4 separate regions of the Mus musculus genome follow, and all the other regions are linked to region 3. Evidence: chromatin contacts called from public HiChIP or PLAC-seq and promoter capture Hi-C data. All regions are on one chromosome and are shown on one strand. The core of a region is the stretch at or near the end of the contact, and the rest is flanking DNA. Distances in the headings are between cores, read along the strand shown.

The links. Promoter capture Hi-C pulls out the DNA fragments that hold promoters and counts their contacts. HiChIP or PLAC-seq counts read pairs in DNA pulled down with a chosen protein or histone mark.
Region 1: a contact with region 3 is called in a promoter capture Hi-C map of neutrophils, with 3 times the contacts expected there. The contact joins the promoter of 4930463O16Rik here to the promoter of Tmem263 in region 3. A contact is called at or near these places in 8 of 39 promoter capture datasets (the C10 cell line, cranial neural crest, hippocampal neurons and 4 more) and 3 of 115 datasets of contacts at active chromatin or transcription factors (embryonic forebrain, embryonic limb bud and pancreatic cancer cells).
Region 2: a contact with region 3 is called in a FOXA1 HiChIP or PLAC-seq map of pancreatic cancer cells. The contact joins the enhancer-like site here to the promoter of Tmem263 in region 3. A contact is called at or near these places in 2 of 39 promoter capture datasets (the 3T3-L1 cell line and hippocampal neurons), 1 of 15 datasets of contacts at CTCF or cohesin (the NIH/3T3 cell line) and 5 of 115 datasets of contacts at active chromatin or transcription factors (acute myeloid leukemia, embryonic limb bud, embryonic stem cells and 1 more).
Region 4: a contact with region 3 is called in a promoter capture Hi-C map of hippocampal neurons, with 2.2 times the contacts expected there. The contact joins the enhancer-like site here to the promoter of Tmem263 in region 3. A contact is called at or near these places in 6 of 39 promoter capture datasets (3T3-L1-derived adipocytes, cranial neural crest, embryonic stem cells and 3 more).

What each region holds. Positions count from the first base shown.
Region 1 is chr10:84,485,522-84,489,553 of GRCm38.p6, reverse strand. It overlaps 4930463O16Rik (RIKEN cDNA 4930463O16 gene), which reads right to left and starts at 1,261. Exons shown (of 4, transcript NR_108059.1): 1 at 373-1,261.
Region 2 is chr10:85,654,545-85,658,480 of GRCm38.p6, reverse strand. It overlaps Btbd11 (BTB (POZ) domain containing 11), which reads right to left. Exons shown (of 17, transcript NM_028709.2): 16 at 3,890-3,936; 17 at 1-341. The coding sequence ends at 132. Among named protein-coding and RNA genes, the nearest start is that of Gm6713, 54 kb to the left of the region's middle. Within about 2 kb of position 2,375, at least 26 of the 459 cell types and tissues checked have an H3K27ac peak or open chromatin away from gene starts, as enhancers often do. A contact at or near this core is called in pancreatic cancer cells, where this site is marked.
Region 3 is chr10:85,101,368-85,105,788 of GRCm38.p6, reverse strand. Tmem263 (transmembrane protein 263) reads right to left here and starts at 3,162. Exons shown (of 3, transcript NM_001013028.2): 1 at 2,792-3,162. It overlaps Fhl4 (four and a half LIM domains 4), which reads left to right and starts at 3,294. Exons shown (of 2, transcript NM_010214.4): 1 at 3,294-3,493.
Region 4 is chr10:85,622,282-85,626,520 of GRCm38.p6, reverse strand. It overlaps Btbd11 (BTB (POZ) domain containing 11), which reads right to left. Exons shown (of 17, transcript NM_028709.2): 5 at 1,453-1,618. Among named protein-coding and RNA genes, the nearest start is that of Gm40731, 34 kb to the right of the region's middle. Within about 2 kb of position 1,745, at least 52 of the 459 cell types and tissues checked have an H3K27ac peak or open chromatin away from gene starts, as enhancers often do.

The DNA.
Region 1 (4,032 bases), core at 12-2,511, 610 kb after region 3:
TGAGGTTGAAGTCCAGCTGAGAAAAGGGGCTCCAAGAAGCCCCAGCAAGTTTTATTAAAGAGGGAAACTTCATAGAGGAACATGTTTTTAGTTGTGAAGAAACGCAGGAAACCTGCCTCTGCACTTTCCGGCCACTGGTGCAGTTAGAGCCCCCTTCCTCCCCTTTCTCAGCATAGATGCCCCAGTTCTTTTGGAGAGGGCAAACAGAGAAGGCCCAGCCTGGCGCAGGAATATTGCAATTCCCCTTTTCATGGTGGCACTCCCTTCCCCCTAACGACTCCCACCCCTACTCTGGGCGGCGGGGAGGGGGGAGAGAGACGAACAAAAAAACAACAAACCCTTGCTTCTGTGTCACTCTCCTTGATAACCAACCTTTCTCAGGTGCAGAAGGCTCCTGCCCTTGAAGGGAACAAGGACCAAACATCCTTGAAATGATAAAAGGCCCATGCTTGGACCATGAAGGAAGGGCAATTAAGTGTTCCCAGACAGCTGCAACCAGTATGTAAAAATACACTAGCTCCTGATAGCTCCATAAAGTTACTTCCCAGGTCAGGAGGGTCCCCCTCCCAGCTGCATGGTTTTGCCCTGAACAAACGTTATCGGGTTTGAAGGATAGCTTTCCCTCATCACCTCCCCAGTCACGTAACCCCAAAGTTCGAGGAGCTCTGCCTATGAATATGCACGTGTATATATACTCCAAGCCCCTGGATGCGGGCATCACATCCCTAACCTGCACAGTGGGAAAGACTTTGCTCTGAGTCTCTTTAACATCGGACTTGTACTTCCTGGCATTCTTCTGGGGTTCCCGAGCACTGGGCATAACAACTGTTGGTGTTTCTGCTCAGTGGAAAGTTATCCTGGGACTTGGGAGCCCAGGAACATACACAGCTCTGAGGTGGGACAATGTCGCAAAGGAAGGACATTCTGAGACGTGGGAGCCCAGGAACCACACAACTCTGAGAGGAAACCTTAGCAGAGGGCTTGCAGCCCTTATGGAGGATATGGTTGGTCAACTGGAGTGCTACACTGTTATCAGCTCCCCCTAGCGGCTCCTCTTCTACACTGCAGGTCCCAGGGGACGTATCCCCAGCTGAGCTCCGGAGCCTCAGCCTGCTCCCATCTACCCTTCTTTGCTTCATTGCTTCTTGGCTTCTTCTGATGAGAGAGTCACATCAGGCAGCAAACATCATAAAAGAGATTTACTGGGAGGGAAGAATACAGGGCGTGGAGAAATGTACATGAGGTTGTTACCTATGTTTCCTGGAGAAGACAGCAAGCAGGGATTATATAGGATTTCTTAGGGGGTGGAGCTTTCCAAGGCAGAGCTTTCCTGGGTGAGGATTGGTGGGATTTCAAGACCTGAGCTTGGGGGAGCTCAGGGATTGGTGGAGTTTCTTACTAAATAATAAGTGGTATTTTTTTCTTGTGGGGAGGGGCTTGGAAATTCTCCTGCCTCAGCGCTGGGAATGACAGTTACAGCTGTTAGAATATGACCGTTAGGGTGGGCCGTTAGAGAAATCTGGGGGATGGGCCCTGGTTGCTGGAGGTCCTCAAACCTGCCTTGAGGGTTTACAAAGTTGACAAAGTATACAGTTTCTAAAGTTTACAAAGGGAGTCTATGGCAAGGAAGTCCGGCTGGGTGAATAGCCAACATTCCCCTCTTTTTTGTTTACTATTGACAAAGTCAGGGGTCATAAAGGGAGGTGATATTATCATTAGACTGCTTCCTGCTGATTGGGGGCATCGAGTTCCTTGGGGGCAAGTTTGATCTTTCCCATCAGGATATAACCAAATGTCACAGGCCTCTGACATCAGAGCTAAGGGCTGGAAATTTTGGAATAAAAACTGATTAAATGTCTGGTTAGAAATCTTTTGGATCGAGACAAGAAGTCTATAAGACAAAGTGGGATTAGTAGGATTAGGAAAAAGAGGAGAAGGGGAACGAGAAGGGTAGTAGCCAATTCCATATTGGACTGTTGATGATCCTCTGGCCAGAGGCATCAGGCGAGAGAGAGAGAGAGAGAGAGAGAGAGAGAGAGAGAGAGAGAGCAAGAGAGCCAGAGAGCAAGGGGGGGCTTTTGATACCATAAAGCCCACCCCAAGTGCCACACTTCCTCAAACCAGGTCATACCTTCTAATCCTTCTACTCCTTTGAGAGAATTCCACTCCCTGGTGACTAAGCATTCAAATATATGGAGCCTATTAGATCTGTTCTTATTTGAACCACCACAGTGACCCCAACATAGAATGACTAGGAAAGTCTGTCATAAACAATGGATTCAGATATCAGCTAGAGGAAGAATAGCCTCCAGGGTATTATAGGAGGGCAGTTCCATTAATAACAGAGGCTGTGGAGAGGAAGCCCTCGTGGCGTTATTAATCGGTGGAAAGCCTTTTTCCTTTATTTGAATGGAAAGTCACAGAGGCACGGGGCAGATTTTTTTGTTTTTTATAAATGACAACTCCAAACACGGGGGTGGGGCAGGGAAGGGGGTTGGAACCTTCTGATCTTCATGTTGTAACTCCAGGGTTCATGTACTCACAAGCTAGTTTTCAAATCTCATGCCTTAGCCCTTGTGGGTCCCCAGCTGTCAGAGCTTGGAAGTCTTGGTGACTTTTTGAAACTCCTCCTGTGGTCAGACCCAGGAGTTCTCCCAGTGTTGGCAACCTGTCTCCTGCAATTACTGCCCTCGGCCGTCTTTTGCCTTCTTGGCCACTCATTGGGTCAGGTCTCCTCAGTTCTTCATGGTTTGGTCTCTCCTCATAGGCTTGGCTCCCAGCCATTCTGCAGATCTCTTTAGCTACCTTGGTGTTTCTAGCTCGCAGCCCAGTGAGTTGTCTGTTCTTCATGTATATCACATATGCATATCTCATATTACATATGGAATATGTATGTGCATATTCATGTATATCACATATTCCATATGTATATACATATTAATGTATATCACGATACATCCATATATCACATGTACATAACAAAGCACTTTAGATGAGGATTTACTAGGGCCTAGTTTGCAATGCCATAAGGAGGGCAGTGCATAGGAATCTAGTTTGTTCTGAAGAGAGTAAAATGAGTGTTCTTCACATGGCCACTCATACATCTATGTTGCGCTCATGGTCAGGGGAGGTGTTCTTTCCTAGACAGTTAAGGACAGGTTTGAGGAAGTCAAGAACAGCTGTGTACACACACACACACACACACACACACACACACACACACACACACACACACGAGTTATCTATCTAGAGTGGCTGTAAATAGGATGATTTAAGGGACATCAAAGCTGCCACAGCCAAAGCCAAGTCTCCAGAAACAGCCATGGCCGAATGCATTGGCCACAATTGTGCTGCTTCCTGGGAGGGGACGAGAGACTTTAGAATGCGACACCTGCGGGATATCATCACCATTCTGAAGCCGCTTCCATTGGCAGCTGGGTCAGAGTCTTTCTGAGCACGTGAGGTTTTTCCAAGCAGCCACAGCTGTCTCTGTAGCAGGCTGAGGGAGTAGCTGCTTTGATTGCCAACTCCCAGGAGTCCCACCACAGAGAAAGCAGGCTGAAGGTGAAATGGTTGTTATTGGCTGTCAACTTGATGGGATCTGCAAGACAAACTTGGGGCATGTCTGAGAGAGAGTTTGCTTTTGACTGTGGATACAATGTAACTAGCCTCCTTGTGCTCCTGCTACCCGGCCTGCCCAGCCATGATGGACTTGCATCTGCAAACCATGAGCCAAAATAAACCTTCCATTCTGTTACTTGGGTTGTCTCAGTCAGGTATTTAGTGCTAACAATGAGAAAATAACAAGGTAAGGATGGGCCTTAAGGAGTAGTGGCAGTACTGCTCATAGCCTACTCCACTTGGGGATCTACTACAATCTAGCCTTCTGCCAAACACAATTAGTCACCCAGTTATCAGACAGACCAATTGCTCATGCCTGACACCTGCATGTAGGTGTCAAACTGATGTCTTTATTCTCTCTCTCTCTCTCTCTCTCTCTCTCTCTCTCTCTCTCTCCCTTCCTCCCCCTTC
Region 2 (3,936 bases), core at 1,126-3,625, 550 kb before region 3:
AGGCAGTGGAGGCAGCTCCTTGGCCCAGTACAGACAGACAGACACCAGGAACAATTTTTGTGTTTTTGTGGTGCCAATGCAGAAGGGAGCCAGAAACCTTGCTCCTGGGGACCATTGCCTCGTGGGGCGTCTCATACCACGGAACCCTTGGAAGACGACAGGTGGATAGACTGAATCCTAATGGCCAACGTCCTCTGTAGGTCCTGAAGCACATCCTGGCCCGCCCCTTCGCCATTTTTGTCGTACAGGAGCTGCTTGAACGCTTCGTTTTCAATAAGGACCATCATATTTTTAAGAAAGTAGCCTTCACAGTACGCCGAGAGCTCTGTCACCCCAAGGAACTGTGGGGAGAGGGAAAGGAAGCAGGTGGTTACTGAGATAAAGATGGCGGACATTCACTCCACCGCAGCAGCCTGGTGCTTCGTTCAGCCCATCCTCCTATCCCCCAGCTTTAGAATGGGTGAGGTAGCTGAGGACCACTGTTTAGGACTCTGTGGTCTTCAAGGAAACTGAGCAGCTGAAGCACCAGCCAGAGAACTGGTATTCTGTCAGATACCTGCACATACAGGCACAGAATTCAGGCTGGGAGAGATGTCAGCACTGAGCTCACCCCATTCAATGTGAGTCCTGCTCTTGGGCATCAGAGAACAGGGCCTTGTTGTTGAGGTTTGGTCTATTGCTATGCATAACAATGCTTAATTCTGTATCCCAAGGTCTAGCTGCCTCATGAACCCTCACACATGCCAGCTTGTGTTGTGAAAATCTTGCTCCTTAATGTAAAACTATTGGTTAATAAAGATGCCTACAGCCTGTAGCTGGGCAGAAGAGAGGTAGGAGGGGCTTCAGTTCCTGGGCTTGGAGTCTGAGGAGAGACCACAAGGAGAGGGAGAAGAGGAAGGAGGAAGGCATCATGGCGTAGATGGATCATGAGGGACAGCCTGTTGGAGTAGGAACACGGCGAGTGATGTCTCGGGATTACCAACAGGGAAGCAGACAAACTAGCAGAGAGGACTGATATCTGCCCAACTGTCGTTTTTAAAGGCTTATTATAAATATAAATGTTTTGTGTCTTTTATTTGGGAACTAAGTCTCAGGTGTGGTAGAAACCCCCAAATAATATTTACCGCAATACCTCATTCTACAGATAGGGAAACTGAGGCTCAGAGTGGCCCTTGGAGCTTGCTTTGTAGATAAGTGTCATGCCACACGAGTTAGTATCAATGAAAAGTAATGTAATGCAACATACTTACATTTGTTATAGCTGCTAACATTAGCTGAATGTGGCTATAGATCAGCACCTTCTTATCCTCTCCGCACAACCAATTAACAGGTCCACACGGGACTGAAACTCTCATCTCTCATCTCTTAGACAGAGACTTATAGACTACAGCTCCCCCACCCCCTACCCCACTGTTAAATTTAGCTCACAATTTGTTTTATAAATAAAGTTTTAATAGAATACAGCCACACTGTTGGTTATCTGCTTGTGCGTGATTGTTTCTACACTAGAGGTGGAATCAGGTAGGGGCAAACAAAATAAAACACTAAAACAAACCATCTCTCCTCCCAAGCCTGCGGTATTGCGAGCAAAGTTGCCGATGATTATCTGCCGCTCCGCAGAACATGCTTGCAGCTTATTGTCCTGTTACATCTTCAAATGCTGAGATCGTGCCTTACTAATTTCTTTTCTAAGATGAGGGTCTCACATACTTGGCTGCTGAATTCCAACTTTCTCTGTGGCTGAGGACTGTCTCCACCTTCTGATCCTCCTGCCTCTGCCTCCAGAGTGTTGGGATTACAGGAATGAGTCACTGGGCCTAGAATGCCTTACCGATTTCTTTATTACATTCAGATGAGTACGATCCTAGTCATGAAAACGTAGGTCAATAAGCCCTAGAGGAGGACACTCCTGTGTTCTTTCCCTCACAATACTGGTACCGTGACTGAGCCTTCCCGTATTTGATGAATCAGCTTGTCTTCTTTTTCAAACACAGACAACCTGAAAGGGCCATCAGAGGCTCAACCCTGAGCAGTCAAGACAGCGTCTGGGAAGAAGAGATGCTAAGAGATGCTAAGAAGAGATGCATCAAAGGGCCAGGTTTCTCATCTGTCTAAATGCCATAGCTGTCTCAAGTACTTCCCTGAAGCACAGAGGATGCTGGGGACGTCCCTGTGAACACTTGGAACCTGGCTGTTTACTCTAAGTGTCTGTAGCAACTGGTGCTTCCCTGCTTCTTATTGCTCTACAGTCAACCCGCAGCACAATCTGTCAGTACAAGAATCCCAGTGGCTGGGGATCATCTGTGGAGGCTGCACCGTCCGTAGCTGAGAGGAGTAGTGTACACACAGGGCAGGAAGCAGCTGGCCCTGCCCTTTCCCACATGCAAATATCACAAATGGCAGATGTTAATACTGGCACCACTCCAGGATGGGATCTTGGAAGTGGAAGCTGATGTCTGTCAAAACAGAGGCCCTGGCCACAAGGGTATAGTAGGAGGCTGCTCCCCTGTCATGGGTGCTCTTGGCCTGTATTCCCTGCTGGGACTCACATGGCATCAGTTTTCATTATTACATCAGGGCATGTGCTGCTGACGGAACATGCTAAGGACTCTTAGGATACAGACAGGACTCAGCCAAGGTGGAAAGCCACAGAAAAGCTACCCACAGTGATCAAACGGTCATGGTTAAGGGAGGAGAGGAAGAAGACACTGGTCCTCTTCCTGAGCACAGAAGGTCTCTCTGGGTAGTGCCACTATGCAAAGCAACCCATTTAAGGTGAAGACAAATACTGCTTAGTTGGGGTTCAGGTAAAAATTTCAGTCTTCAGGGTCAAAGCAGAAGGATGGAGAATTCAAAGCCAGCTATATAGTGACTCTCTCAAAAAGAAAAAGAAAAATGCTTAGATTCTTAGGAGCCAGATTTGGGTGTAATCCACACTAACCAGAATATCATGTGAATATGAGAGAGAGAAAGAGCACAGAAACAGGAAGGAAAGTGGTAGTTTGCATAGTTTGCCTGAGAAGTGTCCCCCCACAGTTTGGGGCATTGGAGCACTTGGTTCTCAGTTGGTGGCACACTGTTTGGAAAGGTTTAGATGATATAGCCTTGCTGGAGGAAGTATGACATTGGGGGCAGGCTTTGAGATTAAAAGCCTCACACCCATTCAAATCCATTTTCTTTGCTTTGTGTTCGCTGATTGAAGATGTGAGCCTTCAGCTTCCTGCTCCTGCCATCAAGCCTGCCTCTTGCTGCTATGCCTTCTTACCATGACAGACTCTTATCCGACTGGAAGCCCAAATTAGCCCTTCCCTCTATAAACTGCCTTTGTTGTGGTGTTTTATCAGCAACAGAAACATAATTAACACACACTTGAACTTACACTGGAATCAGGAACACCCCTCACCCCCAATTTTTGGCTTGATAGATGCGACTGCCTAGGAACAACCTCTCTCCCCGCCCCACCTCCCAAGTTTCTGGTTTGATAAATCTGGGGTATGATTTCCTAATAAATTCCTTGTGCCTGCTGTTGAGTTGGAGACCACATTTTGAGGCCCACCGTTCTAAAATCTTCTATTCAAGATTACTGGTTAACAGAGACATCAGCTAGTGCCTGATTAGGAAGCAGAGTTGAGAGCCCAGTCCAGGCCTGAGGAATGAGTCTGTGATGTAATTCTTGTCACTGAAGAGTGAATGACACTCTTAAAGAGACCACTGTTGCCTAGCGTACCTTCCAGTGTACAAGGAAGAAACAAGGCCAAAGAGATAGCAGATCTGAAGCAGGGAAGAAAACCCCTTGGGTTGAGGACATAACTGAGCAGCAGAAACAACTGGCTGATGTGTGCTAAGGCCCAGAGTTTAATCCCAAGCAACATAACACAGGGGGACCTACCTTGGCGTGGCTGTAGATATCCACACAGTTGTCAGTATTGATGCTTT
Region 3 (4,421 bases), core at 1,913-4,412:
ATATTATCTGGTTTTTAGGAGTTCATGATGCATACAAGCTTCTAGTTAAAAAAAAAAAAAAGCTTTCCTAAAGTAAGGCAATGATGACAACAGCCTTTAGATTAAAGCAAAGGACTAAATGTATTTTATAAACATAATCAGTTCAATCTTTTGATCCTGGCATGGGTAAACTATTATAATAGCAACAATAAAAGACTTCTTTACTACAGACTGTATAACATGATAGCAAATAATGGGAAAGGAATAATCTTTATCTAGTACAAAATAATACAGCAGCTGGCAAATATATTAAGCAAATATCAATACCACTATTCCCTAGAGGGTAATTTACTCCAATAATAGAAACAAGCAACCAAACACCTGTTGGAAACCTTTCCTTCTGTTATATGTGTGGATTTTTTAAGAAAAAAATAAAATCACTGATGAAGAAATGTCATTTGTGAGTTTCAGTAACATTTTATATACAAATTTAATTTGGGGCCACAAAGAAAACAAGATCTAAAAATATGTTTTTTTAAAAAGCCTCAGGGTATAACCTCTCTAAAGTCAAGTAAGTTAACAGTAAAAAGCTCAACTACAAAATACAGTGTGTACAGTGTGTAACACTTTACCTTCAAAGTCACTTTAAACATTTGTTACACAAGTAACAGGCTTCTTGTATAAGAAAAAGACTAAACTAGGCATGGTGGCTCACACCCATAATCTCAGCTCTCAGGAAGCTACAGCAAGACTTAGGAGGTCTAGGCCAGCCCAGGCTCTAGAATGAGAATCTATCTAAGAAGAAGGAGGGAGGGAATTCTTCTGCATGGGCTACGTGGAAAATAGCATGTCTTCATTCCTTTGCCAACTAACTTTGAGGAGTTTCAAAACTACACATATACTAGCAAGCAATGCACAGCAAGACATCACCTTGCTGGGTTTTATGCTTCTGTAGCTAACAATGCTGATCACTGCTTGTATAAAAGGTAGCTCCCGCCAACTAAATTAACAGCAAATAGACTACAAGAAAAGCACTGAGTTTGGCAACAAAGAAAAATTTATCAATGAAAGTTTTAAAATCCCACACGGCCGGGCAGTGGTGGTGCTCGCCTTTAATCCCACCACTTGGGAGGCAGAGGCAGGCGGATTTCAGAGTTCGAGGCTAGCCAGGTCTACAAAGTGAGTTCCAGGACAGCCAGGGCTACACAGAAAAAAACAAAACAAACAAACAAACAAAAAATCCCACACAAAGTGACAAATAATCGAGACTGTCAAAATAGTTTTAAGTATTTTTCTTAAAGAAACATGAAATAGGATTAAAATATTCTGCCAAGCCAGAAAACCAGTACTTCTGTCATCCTCACTAAAATACACTTAATTTGTTCAATAGATGCTGCCATTCCTACTTTGTGCCACATCTTGTTGAGACAATGAGTGAACATAAAGACCGTACTCTTAATTGTATGTCATCTGGTCCAGTAGCATCAGAATGTAGGAAAAGGGTAAAGACTCAAGGACGGAAACGGGAAAGTCAAGATTTTCCCCGAATATAAACATATATATATCAAACACTTTTGAATTTATATGTTAAAATCAATTAAACTTTTCGAATGATGTTTTCATTGAACTTTTTTCGAATGATGCTTTCATTGAACTTAGTTTCTGGTATAAGTGCTGCTATACAAAAAAAAATGAAAGTGAAAAATGAAAGCAGATGTGTATTAAGCGTTGCTAAAGCAAGAATGGAAACATACTTACCTGTTAGTGTGATAGCCCTTGAGCGGCAACAACTAGAAGTTTTAAGCACTAACCAATAGCAGATACAAATACCCACAATGTTTCCTTTTGGATTAGTAGCGTTCACAAGATACAAAAGACACAATCAAGTAAGATTTCGCTTCCTAGTCTAGGTGTTTCTAACTCTTCCCAGCAGCCCTAGCTCCCCCTCATTGATCCACCTTTAGGCACAAGCAAGTCTTTTTTTTTTTCCCCTGAGCAGAGCAGTGACGTGGCAGGAGAGGCAGAAAATGACCCTAGAGGCTGGTGCTGGCTTGGACACCTCCTTCCTCCGCCCCTTCGTTGTCCATCCAGCACACCCTAGTTCCTGCGGAATTCCAATATAAGACGGGCTTAAGAGAGACGATCCAACTTGATCCCGAGTGGCAGCTCCGGGGCTAGACTAGATGCTGCTTGTGCATGGCAGGCTCGGTTTTGGATTGAGCTTGGGGTCGGCAGTGACTGCACTGGCGGCTGCTCCAGGACTCCTTCCCCCCTGCTCCCCAGTCACTCCTTGACACTGCCAGCGCCCCTCTTCATTCCCACACCTGCGGGCTTAGAACAGGCGTGGGAGTGGAGTTCCCGATTTAGGAAGAGCAGCGGGAATCTCCGCTTGGAGCCAAGCCCTGTGTACTTGAACCCACCGGGACCGTTTATCAACAGGTCAGAAGTTAAGTGGGGCAAGGAAGCTGGGCTCCTCCTCGGATGCCCCATCTCCTCCTCCGCACCAGCCTGACACTCAAGGCAAGAGGTCAGACCCAGGCTTCCAGAGCGACTCCCTTCAACTGCAGACACCGCGTCCACAAACTCGTGGACCCACTGGGGTAACCCCATACCTCCGTACGCCCCCCAACGACTCCCGCCCATCCCCCTCCCGTTCAGTGTCCCCCCGCAAAGGGCCAGGCTGGAGCGGCCAGGCCCCGGGGTCGTGCAGGTGAGGTGCAGATGAGGCTAACGGGAAAGGGCCCGGAGTGCGGCCACTCAGGCCGACGACACCCTCCCGCCCCCGCCCCAGCCATGGGACACACTCACTCACCGCGGGGTCGAGGCCGGGAGCTGCGGCCGGGCGGAGGGAGCGGTGGCACGGAGAACAGCAGAAGCGGCCGGGGCAGCAGAGGCCCTGATGCGGCCCGGGAGTGGCTTACGCGACCTAGATGCTCTTCTCCGGCTCAGAAGTCGGAAGACTCTCGGTGCGAGGTCGGTGCGAGGCGGCGGCGGCGGCAGCGGCGGCTTCTGGCTGCGGACGTGGCGCCTGACGCGACCCGCCCCCTCCGCAGCCTCCGGAGCTCCCGCCTCCTCCCGCGCCTCGGGTTCCGACGCGCACGCGCACTCGCGCCCCCGGCCCTCCGCCCCCCCACCTCCCGCGCCCACCGGTCGCTCGGCGCGCGCAGCCCTCCCAGCAGCCCCCGGCCAGCCTGCGCGCGCGCCTCATCCGGAGGGTCTCCCCGCCCCCTCCGCCCCGGCCACCCAATCAGAGCAGGCGAGGGGGCGCTGCCCCGGCGAGGCGCGCGCCTCCGGCCTCGCCCGAGTCTTCGGCCACTCTCCGGGCTCGAGGGAACTAACGGTTATGGGGGTTTAGAACTTCTCCCCTGAGGAGGGCGGCATGCTCGCCGGTGTCTCCCTCTCCTTCGCCCAGGGGCTTCAACCTTTAGCTGCTGCCCTAAGGGAGTGACGGGCAGGGCCTCTGTCAGTCGCTCTCCCCAGGGCGCTCTGCGAGCCTGTGTCACCGAGTGATAGGGTGAGGCGAGGCCTTGCTAATTTGTGTGGGGTTTTTGTTGTTGTTGTTGGTCCACCTGGAGTCCTTGAGCGTAAACATGTCAGGTTCGCCCTCATCACACAGCGGATGCCCAAGGCCTTTCAGGGGGCCTTGAATTTTGGTAGCGAAAGAAGGTTGGTTCATCGATGTGAGAATTGAACTGGAGAGGGAGGAAAACTGTCACTTCCTAACTAGGGCTTCGTCAGGGCCCCTCCACGTTCTTGCCAGCCTTGGGGGGAGGGGGGATCCCTGGTGGGGTCCTGTAAAGTATTGAGCAGCCTAAGAAGATGCTGTCTGGGAAGTCCTCTGGGTTCAGCGTTGCCTCTGCTTCAGATGGGAAACAGGACAGTGAGCTTCCAAGGGGGCTTGTGATAGCTGCCTAGGAAGGCTGTGAGGAGGAAGCAGAGACGTGACGAAATGGCTACCTGACTAGATAATTGCTATTAGCTTTTCCTTGACTCTCAACATCTTTAAGATAAAAATGACAATAAGTCCACCCTACACTTTTGGGAAAGATAAGAAGAGAGACTGTGGGTGTAAGGGGGCTTTACTGAGAAATTATACCAAAACGTGAGATTTTTTTTCTTTTCACGACCTAGTTATCAAGTGGAAACATACACAGGACAGGGGACCTCAATTTTTAAATGAAAGTAATCAGCGTGGTGTAACTGGATAGCAAGTGTTTATCAAGTCTCAGAAAAGGGATGCTAACAGCAACAACAAAAAATCCTGAGAGGGAGCTAACCTTGGTTCAGTTCTTAAATAGAATGAACTAGAGCTTAACCGTTATCAAATCGATGAATTAAGTCCATTCAGATCACTGTGCTGAAATTATGATAATCTTGTTTTACAGAACTAAAAGAGAATGATGATTAGGAGAGTTTGAACTGTGGTATTAACTGAGTACCAA
Region 4 (4,239 bases), core at 496-2,995, 520 kb before region 3:
GTATAACAATTTTTTACTAGAGATAGTCAGAAAGAATTAAAATTGTAAGCAATGCCAAGTTGGTTTCTGCCCCTGTCTCTAGGCAGAAAGGGGATGAAGTATAGCATACATGAGAGGGGCTCTAGCACTGCACATCGCTGTGGAACTGAAAACTTTACGGGCAAAATTCCAACGTCAACGACAAACTGAGATACCTTGGTTCCACTAAAGGACTTCGTGCCCTGATACAGGAAGAATTCCTCTAAGAAAACAAGAAAACAGTAAAAAATGCTGATAAAAAGCAGGCAAAAGGAAAGTGGACTAGCAGGGAATACATATATAACTAGAGGTGTGCAAAGACTAGTCAGACTCCTAGGGGGAGGGGCAGTACTGAAGACTGAGAATTCAGGAAAGGCTGGTACATTTGAGACACTTCTGTTTTAAAGAAACATTTCCCCAAGGAAATAGAGATTGGAACAAAGATTTGTGTAAGTGTGCTTAGCTCAGCACTAGTCACAAACACTTTAAATATATGATGGGGGAAGGATGGTTAATAAACAAATAGTAATCACTTTATAGAGACACTAAAAGCGACTTAAAAAAGAATATTCATTGACATTGTAAGGTATCTGGAATGTAAAATACTGAAAAAATAAAACAGATAAATAAGTCCCTGGTTTTAAACATACAAGATACACATGATTGTGTACTGAGGATCCCTGACGTTGTCCAAGAAAGTGATTAGCTGTCATTATACAGTCCCTTCTATTCCCTTCGTGGGAGCTCTTTGCAAGAGCTGCCTGTGGAAGAAACAGCCCCATCTGTCCCTTGTAACAGCACTCAGGATTCACACTGAGAATGGCTGTCCATTTGCACGGTCTATGACACCACCACATCCCCAAAGTCCCCTCTGTGACTTGTGGTTGCCTCTCATGGCACCATGTTCAGAATCTGGTTGGTGCTGCCCTATCTGAATGTGCTCTAGGGTCCCCAGACTGACTTTGGTGTCTTTAAACACACCCACCCTAAGAGCACAGTGCGCATGGCCTAGATCTGTCTGGAGCCAACAGCAGACTGGCAGAGAAAAGCCTTTAACATGCCAGTAAAGAGACTTGAAGGTTGCAGAGTCCTAAATACAAACGATGGCCAACCTAGGGGCTCCATCTCCTTTCTGGAACAGGTCTGGTTTTCATTCCTTTTTAAATTTCAGCTGCGACAATCATGTGAGATTTCCATAAAGATGGGCAAGTGTATTTTTAGAAAATTAAAACCAAACCAAACCAAAAACCCCCAAACACTAAGAGAGAGAGAGAGAGAGAGAGAGAGAGAGAGAGAGAGAGAGAGAGAGAGAGAGAGAGAGGCAGGGGAGGGGCATTAATTTTTTTAATCGATCAGCAGAGGGAGCCTGTGTCCCGTCAGCTGCTCGCGCCCAGGCTAAGCACGGGAGGAGATGAGGTCCAAGCAGATTGGTACCTGTTCGCTCATGGTGTTGATTCCATCCGGCCCCAGCAAAGACACTGCCTGCTTCACCAGGTCGGTCCGTCCACAATTCAGCATCCGGAAGCCCAAGTCCTGCTTGAACTTGGCTTCGATGGCCACGGCGTCCAGCTTCCGAGAAGCACAAAAGCAGTCGTCCGCCCTGAGGGGTGGGGAGGGAGAGATGGTCACGTGGGTGCAGCCGCTTTTCCCCCCAGGATCTGGTCCCTGAGATCAAACGTCTTAGCAACCCCCACCGAGCACCTGAGATCCTCGCGGGCTTTTCCTAGGTTTTTGCCTTTTCTAGGTTTCCATTTAAAAGAACTGCCTCAGCCTGCACGGGTGGAGCACTCTTTACTCCTGGAACTCGGGAGGCAGAGGCTGATAGGTCTCTGAGTTCGAGATCAGCCTGGTCTATAACGTGAGTTCCAGGACAGCTAGGACTACATAGAGAAACCCTGTCTCAAAAAACCCAACCAAACAACTGGTGTCTCACTCCGCGCCCGCCCCCCCCGCCCCCCCCCCCCCAATTTCTGGCGGTTCTAAATCCTGTCTTTACTGAGCTTAGGTGTGGTCCCTCAGTGTGCCAGTAGAATCCTCAGCTAAGAATCATTTCATTATGCAAATATTTAGGCATTTTTTAAAAAAATAGGTTAGGTTCTCTGCTGAATGTTTTATCTGAGTTGTTACATTCGGGTCCCACACAATAGAAGGCATAATTCCTATGGGGGGACTGTCCAAAAAACAGGAATGAGGAATCTTTCTGAGGCTACCCCATCTATAAGTGATAGCTTGGATTTGAACCAGAGAAGCATGTGTGGAGAACCCGTCTTCGGATCTTCTGTGCCACTCTAGCTCCCGAGTGCAGAACCTACTGCTTTCCTGTTCACTTGACTGAGCCCTCATACTTGGCTGTGGACTTCTGAGCAGGCATTTGCCTGGGTCCATTCCAGTGACAGAGGAGACAGGGGGCATTAAGACAGGAGAGTGGACAGAGCTCAGGATGGACTCTCTCCTTTCAAAATAGAACAAGCTGGAGAACTTGCTAGATGAAATGAGAGATGGCAAGGTGCTTCAGCAAGCCACTTCAGGGAGCAAGAGGCTAGGCCAGGAAACGAGGGAGGAAACCAATGAGAGAGGGTGATACAGGCTTCATGTTGAAAGAATGTTAGTACCTTCTCCCAGTCCCCATGAACTGGTCAATAATCACTCAACAATAATCAAGCAACAATGTGTTGATTGAGTGCCTGTTAGGGTCATGTCAGCAGCCCTGCGCTGGAAGCCCACAGTCTGGTAGAAGACAAGCATGAAGACAGTCCGGAGAAGACAAGCATAGGCCATATTCTCATGTATCTCATACAAGTATTTAGGGTTCGGTGGTTCTCTCTCTAAATAAAAAATGTTATGAAACTATAAGCCCCTTTGCACCACACACAGCCTAGGGGAGCCTAGGCTTCCTCGGAAGGTGGCCCTTGAGCTGTGGTTGTAGGTATGGGGAGAGGAATGGCAGAAGACAAGAGCACTCTGTGCAGAGCCAGCAGGAGCAAGGGTCCAGGTGAGACATGGCAGGGTATTTGAGGCTATCCACAGAGCCCAGTGTTTCTAGGGCATTAACCTCTGGGCAATCTGTGCCAGTTGCTGAGAGAGGAGGGGCAAGACCACAGAGACCCTTCAGCTACACAGCTGCCTGTGTGGTGGGAGAGGATGGAGGGACCCCAGGGCCTGGCTTCAAACATGACATTGACATCCTAAACACTGAATGGAGCTGTGCCTTACAGCTTCTCGGTCCAGTACGCGTGGGCTTTGAACTTGTCAAGCATTGCCAGATTAGGCAAATATAAATGCTAGATCAAAGGTGCGTGGGGCATCTTTATACCAAAGCTTTATTCATTGTTTATCGAAGATGGAAATTTAACTGGGTTTCCTCTTTTATCTTTTGAAGGGCAGAGCTAAACATGCAGAGAAACTCAGGATCCCTCACCTTTAGTGTGGCGGCCAACTTCATCCTAAGGGCTAATGGTCCCCACATCTGCCCAAGGAGACATTGTGGCATCAGGGTAACAAGGCAAGACCCCAGAACACAGATCACAGAGGCCTCCAGGGGGAGTAAGTGTGAATCTATGCATGTTAGTCTAAAGTACACGTGCATGCGTGTGTGTGCATGTGTGTGTGTGTTTAAATCTCTGGGAGTCATCCGACTTGATTCATTGCATAAACAACCTTTCTTCTGCTAGATGCTAGCAATGTTGGAAAAGGCTGCTTTGTGGAGTCGCTTAGTTCCCATCCCGGGGAAAGATCTCGAACATTGGAGGAGGGTCAGGGAGTGTGGAAGACTGATTTTGTGGCAGGAAATGGCTGTTACACCTGTATTCATAGTAGCTGTGATTATTGGTTCAAGATCTGTACAACCTGGGACTTGTCAACACTTCACATGGGATACGGGTAAGGTTTCAGGAGGACCCACCATTCTCTGAGGGCAAATATGTAATTAACAGTTTCTGGGTAGGGGCTGGGGAGGGAGAAATTTTCACAGTGATGTAGCCATTGGTAATGTGGCCACGCTCCTGTAAACAACTCTAACAAGACTCACTGGGTTATTAAAAACAGAACAAACACCATGGAAACAGAAGAGGGGTTGTTTGGAAAGAGGGAGGGGCTTAGCAGTGGGGGAGGGGCAGAAGAGTGACAGAGTTGGGGATATGATCAAAATATATAATTTATAAGTATGGAAAATGTCATGATGAAGTCCAGTGTGTATAACTGATATCCACCAATAACGTTTTC